Linked DNA regions of Rattus norvegicus: region 2 is linked to region 1. A link is a contact called in public Hi-C data. All regions are on one chromosome and are shown on one strand. Each heading gives the region's core, a stretch centred on a gene start, on an enhancer-like site or on the middle of the called end of the contact. The rest is flanking DNA. Distances are from core to core; before and after follow the strand shown.

Region 1 (3,349 bases), core at 118-2,617:
CTGAAAACAGAAAACACATAGGTGGGCAGTGAGTGGTGGTGCACACCTTTAATCTGAGCTCTCAAGTGGCAGAGGCAGGCAAATCTCCTCTAAGTTTCAGGCCAACCTGGTCTACAGGTTCCGTTCCAGGACACAGAGTATCTCGGGAAAACTACCACGAAACACACACACACACACACACACACACACACACACACACACACACACGCTCGAGAAAAGGGTTTCTTGTTTTAAATATTTTAATGGCAAACCACAGTCACAGTTCAAAACAAAACTAACAGTATTTAAACAATGTGCCAGTCTGTACTTGACACTGTATTTGAAAATTAAAATAACTTTAAAGAAAAATAATTTCAGTTCTTACTAATATCCACAGTATTAGTGTAGTAGATGTGGTAGCTCTCTTTGAGAGCTTGGACTTTTAAAGAACTCTCAACTGCCTCTCAATTTATCTTAAATAAATCTGTTTATCTGTACACAAACGTCCATTATCTCCTCCCTCCTTGGCACAGAAGAATTTCACTTTTTTTCTAAAGAGTATAACGCGTGTTTAGAGACGATACGTAAAACCCTTTCTGTTACGTGCTGACGGTTTTTAAAATAACTACCACTTCCTATACATGCGACTTTTCTGGGGGGGGGGGGGGAGGAGTTGTCCTCTCTGCAATACTGCCCTGCAGCTACGTCTGGGTTCCTAAGTCACGCCTGGATCCTTCACTCTTGTCCAGTCCCATATGGTTTTCCCCAATTTCCGCGCCGGGTGGCACCTGAGGACCGAGCGCAAACACCCTGCTGTTGGCGCTCGCAAGGCGCTGTCACCCGGGAGCAGGCGTGGGCCAGAACCCGGACGAGTCCGCCGGCGTGAAGCTAAGGGAATCCGGGGCCCCACGGTGCGCCCCGGCCAGCCGGAGTGCAGCTGTCGATGAGCCGGAAGCTCAACACGGGCACTGCGCCGGTAACAGGCAATGCAGGAAAGAAAGGGGCTCGCTGCGGCGGACCGCCCTAACCCCGCGTTAGCGACACCCCGCACAGAACCCCCGCCCGGGCCTGCAGGGCGAGCGGGAGACGGCCGAGCAGCCAACGCCTGGGCCCGGCCCAGCGGGGACCCGCCCAGGGGCCACTCCCCAAGGGAGGCAGCCAGTCACTCGCCCGCCCCGCCGGGCCGGCTCCGGAGGGGACGGACTCCCGCCCGCCTTCACACCGCGCCTCACGCCAGGCCCCCAGGGCTTCGGGTACCTCTCACCTTTGACGACGCGGTCGGCCCCGAGGGGGGGCGGCGGGGGCGGGGGAGGGGGCGGCGCGGCCCGGGCCGGCTCCGGGGCGGCCATGCTGGGCCCGGGGCTCGGCTAGGTGCCGGGCCGGGCGGGGTTGGGGGCGGGGGCGGCGGCTACCAGAGCCGAGCGGCGGCGCCGCCGGGGAACATGGCGGACCCTCTTTCCCTTCAGAGGGGCTAAGACCGTCATGCACCGCGCGTGCGGGGGCGGGGGCGGGACAGGCTCCAGGGACTTGAGCAAAATTACCGAAGCTACTACAGAAACGGGAGCAGTCCAAGGGACCAGGTGAAAATTCCTGACATGCAGAAAGACAAGCCAGTAAAGAGAAGGGTGCAGACTAGACTTAGGGACTGTTGATGAGTGCAAGGTAAAAAGAACATTTTTCTGGCCTCTTTGGAGCCCAGGGAAATGAAGAGATGTAATGTGACCTCAGAATTTCCCACTATTAGACAAATATATGACAATTTATCTACAAAATCTGAGTAGGGACAAAAATGAAAGAAGCATTGGAAAATGTAAAGAGTAGCATTATTGGTGCGAGAGATGGCTCAGTGGTTAAGAGCACTGTCTGCCCTTCCAGAGGTCCTGAGTTCAAATCCCAGCAACCACATGGTGGCTCACAACCATCTGTAATGAGATCTGGTGCCCTCTTCTGGTGTGTCTGAAAACAGCTATAGTATGCTCATATATAATAAATAAATAAACTTTAAAAAAAAAAGGAAGAGTGCTATTATCATTTAAAATGGAATTTGTCCTTTACTGCCAGACCTCAGGAGGCAGAGGTAGCCACTCAGGGCAACAAAGTGAGACTGTCTCAACAAACGGGAGGGGGGCATAGAGGGTTGCATAGAATTCCAACCCTTGGTTTGGGTTTGGAAGAGTCCAAAGGCACATAAATTCAGCTGACAAAGTCTAAGCACCATGATTTAAGAACCAAAAGGAGTCAAGGGAAGTAGGGAATGACATCAAGAGATATTCAGAAACCTGTTAAGATTCACCTGGAAAGGCTATGGGCTTTCTTAATTCATTGGGCAAATACATTTGAAGTTAGAGAGATGGTCCAATGGATAAAGGTGCTTGCAGCCAAGGTGGGTGACCTAAATTCCTTGGGATGAATCCACTTGGTGGAAGGAGTCAATGGAAAGAAGGAATAGATTCCTTCAAGTCTGACCTCTGCTAAAACGTTGAGTAAGTAAGTAAGTAAGTAAGTAAGTTAAATGTAATAGAAAAGTTGGAAAGCGGACACTAAGTAGGTAGAAAACTGAAGTTAGTTCCTTATCTGTATATACACAGAATTTGGGTGTGGGCAACTTACATATCCAGGTCGGCTAGCGTCCATAAGGCCAAGAAACAAGAAGAGATTGTTCCATCAATAACTATCGGTTACTCTAAGATGGCTCAGGCTGTAAAGGCACCAAACCCAATTATGGAACCACAGGGCACACACGGTAGAAAAAGAGAGCTGACTGCTACAATGTACTCTGGCCTTCATGCGTCTGTCTCATATATATGCAGCCACTGCAATTCTTATAAAAGGTTAGAGGAGTATGTATGACACGAATGGTGTTGAAAGGTTCAGGGGCCAATATATCTAAGGCCCATGTGTCTGTTACAGCATCCAAATAGGATGAAACAAGAAAGTCCTCTGTATCCTATCAATAACATACATGCTCAGAATCTGTCTACAATGATTAGGAAGGCAGCAGAACAACATTCTCAGCATCCGTTGTCTCTTTCTGTTCATCAGTGAGACCAAGATCTGGAGTAAATAAGGAGGGAAAACCCAATAGACATTCGTTGCAAAGGGAACCTACAAAATTATTTTCTTTTGTATGTATATATGTTTTGCCTGCATGAATGTGCACCACATGTGTTCAGTCTGCATGGAGGGCAGAAGAGAGAGTTATATTCCTTGGAACGAGACCTACCAAATGTGGTGTTGAAAACTGAACCCATGTACAATGAATGAACAGCCTGTTCTCTTAACCTTTGAATGGCTCCAGCCACTACAAAATACTTTTTAAAGGAAATCGACTTTTGGGTCATGGGTGAAGCTAGATCTCATCATCACAGAG
Region 2 (3,650 bases), core at 650-3,149, 150 kb before region 1:
CTTCTAAAAATGTTTATTTACATATATGCATATGTGCCATGCGTGTACCCAGGGACACCTCAAGAGGAACTCAGACCCCCTGGAGTCACAGGTGGTTGTGAGCTCCCTGATGTAGGTGCTTGGATCTGAACCGGGGTCCTCTGGAAGAATAGTGTATACTCACAACTGCTGAGCCTTCTCTCAAGCCACAAAGGGAAACCCTTCAAGTTTAATAAGCCAGGTCGGGTATTAAAAATACGGAACTTTCTGTGCATGTTTGTGTGTGCCTGGGTGTCTGCCTGCCGTGTGCATGCAGGAACTTATGGAAATCAGAATCCCCTGGTAGATGTTTGTGAGCTGTTCTGTAAGTGCTGGGATCCAAACCGGGTTCCTCTGCAGGAGGTTTTGCATGGATGAGAATACAGCATGTGTCAACCTCCAGAGCCCCCTCTCCAGCCCCACAGCTCATAACGTTCACTTAAATTTTGAACTCATGATTTTCAAAAATTTACTTAATTGTTGAAGCTTTAAAAAAAAAATGGCACCCCAGACTCAGGCATGTGGACACTGTAAGGACACCCGGAGCGCTCTCTCGAGAAGGCCGTCCCCATTTGGGGTCGCACTAACTCTTGAGTCAGTTTTTCTCTCTCCTCCCCAACTCGCATTTAACTAAACCGTGTGCTACTCTGTGTTTCTACTTAATAAACTCCCTAACTCTGCTTCATCCTGACTTCCTCCTGAATTCTTCTCTGCAGTGCAGTCATGGATGTAGTTTTACCCAAAGCCTCTGGTAAGTCTCCGTAAGTGGCTATGACCGTGTGGGAGGATTAGGGGAGGATCGAGGCCGGGAGCTCTTCAGGTCGCTGTAGGTGGCAGCGTTGAGCTATTTTCTCTGTAGCCATTGCCAGGTCCTGGACCACAGACTGGGGCCTTCTCTCTCCCTTACCTCTTTCTCTTCCAGGTAGATGTGTCCCAGGCGCAGGAAGATGAAGTGCATCTCAGAAGCATCTACCACAAAGCTAACAGTTCTCTCGTAGCACTCTTTGGCCTCGGCATGGTTTCCACTCAGGAAGTAGAGATGGCCCTTCACACCCCAGACGTTGGGGTTCTGAGGAAGCACACGAAGAGCACACAGTGAGGTGACATTTAAGTCCTTAATGAATTTTGTTAAACATTTAAATTTAGATGCATACATTTTTTTCTCTCTTTCCCTAAGAGCGCGCATACAGAAAGAAGCATTTTAACACATGGGTGGGTCTGTTCCTGGGAATACTCTCATTCTTGTATTCCTCAAAAGCCGTTTTGTGTTCGGGGTGCATATTAAGACACACACTCAGCTATAATCACTATGATGCTATCAGGAGCAAAGAAAAGTCTAGAACTTGAAATAACGAGCAACCCTGCTAAATGACTGCCTGTGTATTCTTTACCTCGTGTAGGACTCAGGGTTATTTACTTTTTAAAAACCGACACACACGTAAATATTACCCACGCATGCCGGAAGTCTCCTTCTGCGTGGCGCCACTACTCTATCAGTTTTCAGAGTATCACCATGCTGACTGTGTTAACTTCAGGCTCTTGGGCCCACCCTCCCAAGCGGCTGAGACTCAGGCTTCTGTGTCCCACTGTCATCTCCATTCTAGCAAAGACCGTACACCCCTCCTCCTCCCACTCGGAGGCTTTCTTTAGGAACTCAGTACCAGGTAGTCCATCTGTGCTGCCTGCTGCAGGTACTCCTCTGTCTTGGCGAAGTCCTTCTTGAGAAGGTGTGTCTGGGCCAGAACCAGATAATACTCACAACTAGGTCCTCCTTGAGGGCACAGAAGCTCATGTGCCAGCACTCGGTGCACGAACTGCAAGGAAACCCAGTGACTCAGAACATAACAGTGACTGCACTGTGTCAGCTGAACAGCTTTTAGGGTGGAGTGAGTGTGGCTCTGACGGTAAACAGTGAGGGACTGGAGGGCAGGGCGATCATCTGCAGTGGTACAGGGACAGGGGAAGCCACCAGCATTCCCGCTGCAGTGCTACACGGGGCAGGCCTGTGGCTGTGAGACCAAGGTTCAGACGGCACTTATGAGGAGGAGCAGGCAGCAGCACTTCGTGACCCTCCCTGCTTGCACTTGAAGTAGCATTTCCAGACAGTTGACATCGGAAGGAAACTCATAATGACAAAACCTGCCTCTTTAACGTGCTAAGACTTGGGACTTCACAAGCATACACTGGTGCTATTGCCATAGCACTAAATATTTATGTTCACCAAAGCATTTGGGGCTCTTTATCCCCAACCCTTCAAAGGACCTGCAAGTCTGGTGCAGTCAGATGTGCCTGGGACCCTCCCCAGCTTCTGCTGTCCATTCTAGCCCTAGCCTGTGATACGGAAGCCTTATGCCCACCTTCCCAGGAAACCACCCTGGCAAGATGCACTTTTTCTCTCTACGTGACTCCTGGCACTGACTCCGGGAGGTGCATTTATTCACTGCTGGGAAGGGTTCATTTCTAATGTGATTCAATCCCACCCAGATCATAATTCTTGAGATTGCATGCCCTCGGTGAGGTACAAGTTTACAAGATCAGAGTCAACTCCACCAGGTCCCCCTCCCTCCCATCACTTGCTCATGGTAACTCCTCAGGTGGTCATGTGACTATTGGATGGCCTTCTTTTCTGGGAAGAAGACTGACACCCAGATGCTCTGCCTGTGACAATGTGTGTCAGTATATTTGGAACCAGTAATATTCTCTAGTACAATTCAAAACAATTCTCTTACATTTATTTGTGTTTGTATGTGTATGTATGTTTGTAGGGATGGGGGGGGAGCAGGGGCACACCGATACCACATTGCACATGCTGAGTTAAAAGAGTAACTTATCACTACCCAAAGACCACACACGGAGAGAACCATGGCTCCAGCTGCATATGTAGAGGATGGCCCTGTTGGGCACTAACAGGAGGAGAAGCCCTTGGTCCTGCCAAGACTCAACCCCTCAGTGTAGGGGAATGTCAGGGCAGGGAGGGAGGAAGAGGTGGGGAAACATCCTCATAGAAGCAGGGGGAGGGGAGATGGAATAGGGGGCTTATGGCCCAGGAAACTGGGAAAGGGAATAACATTTGAAATGTAAATAAAAGATATCCAAAAAAAAAAACAAGGGCTGGAGAGATGGCTCAGTGGTAAGAGCACTGACTGCTCTTCCAGAGGCCCTGAGTTCAAATCCCAGCAACCACATGGTGGCTCACAACCATCTGTAATGAGATCCGATGCCCTCTTCTGGTGTGTCTGAAGATAGCTACAGTGTACTCATATATAATAAATAAATCTAAAAAAAAACCAAAAAAAACAAAAAAACAAAACCCCAAAAACAAAAAACGTATACAAGAGTTAGTTCTCTTCTTCCACCATAGGGGTTCCAGGATCAAACTCAAATCATGAGACTTGGTTGGCAAGCCCTTTACTAAGCCATCTTGCCAGACCTATAGCCTAGTTTTATGATTAAAATCATTTACTATTTTAGCCCTTTCTCACATGGCATTGTATATCTGTTTTCAGTTGGTCAGGACGTTGTAGGGAAGGGGGTTTGATCACATGATCACAGGCTCAGGACATTGCAGGGAAAGGGGTTTGATCACATGATCACATGCACAGGACTTTGCAGGGAAAGGGGTTTGATCACAT

What was found. Hi-C and Micro-C count contacts between places; a contact is called where the count stands out from the background.
Region 2: a Hi-C map of Schwann cells shows a contact between it and region 1, with 2.3 times the contacts expected there. The contact joins the enhancer-like site here to the promoter of Ppp3cb in region 1.

What each region holds. Positions count from the first base shown.
Region 1 is chr15:3,807,280-3,810,628 of GRCr8, reverse strand. It overlaps Ppp3cb (protein phosphatase 3 catalytic subunit beta), which reads right to left and starts at 1,367. Exons shown (of 14, transcript NM_017042.2): 1 at 1,244-1,367. The coding sequence starts at 1,328. LOC103693236 (a long non-coding RNA gene) reads left to right here. Exons shown (of 2, transcript XR_005493820.2): 1 at 1-1,232.
Region 2 is chr15:3,954,705-3,958,354 of GRCr8, reverse strand. Cfap70 (cilia and flagella associated protein 70) reads right to left here. Exons shown (of 29, transcript NM_001108370.2): 24 at 1,680-1,832; 25 at 926-1,087. Among named protein-coding and RNA genes, the nearest start is that of Mrps16, 11 kb to the left of the region's middle. Within about 2 kb of position 1,899, at least 2 of the 93 cell types and tissues checked have an H3K27ac peak or open chromatin away from gene starts, as enhancers often do. A contact at or near this core is called in Schwann cells, where this site is marked.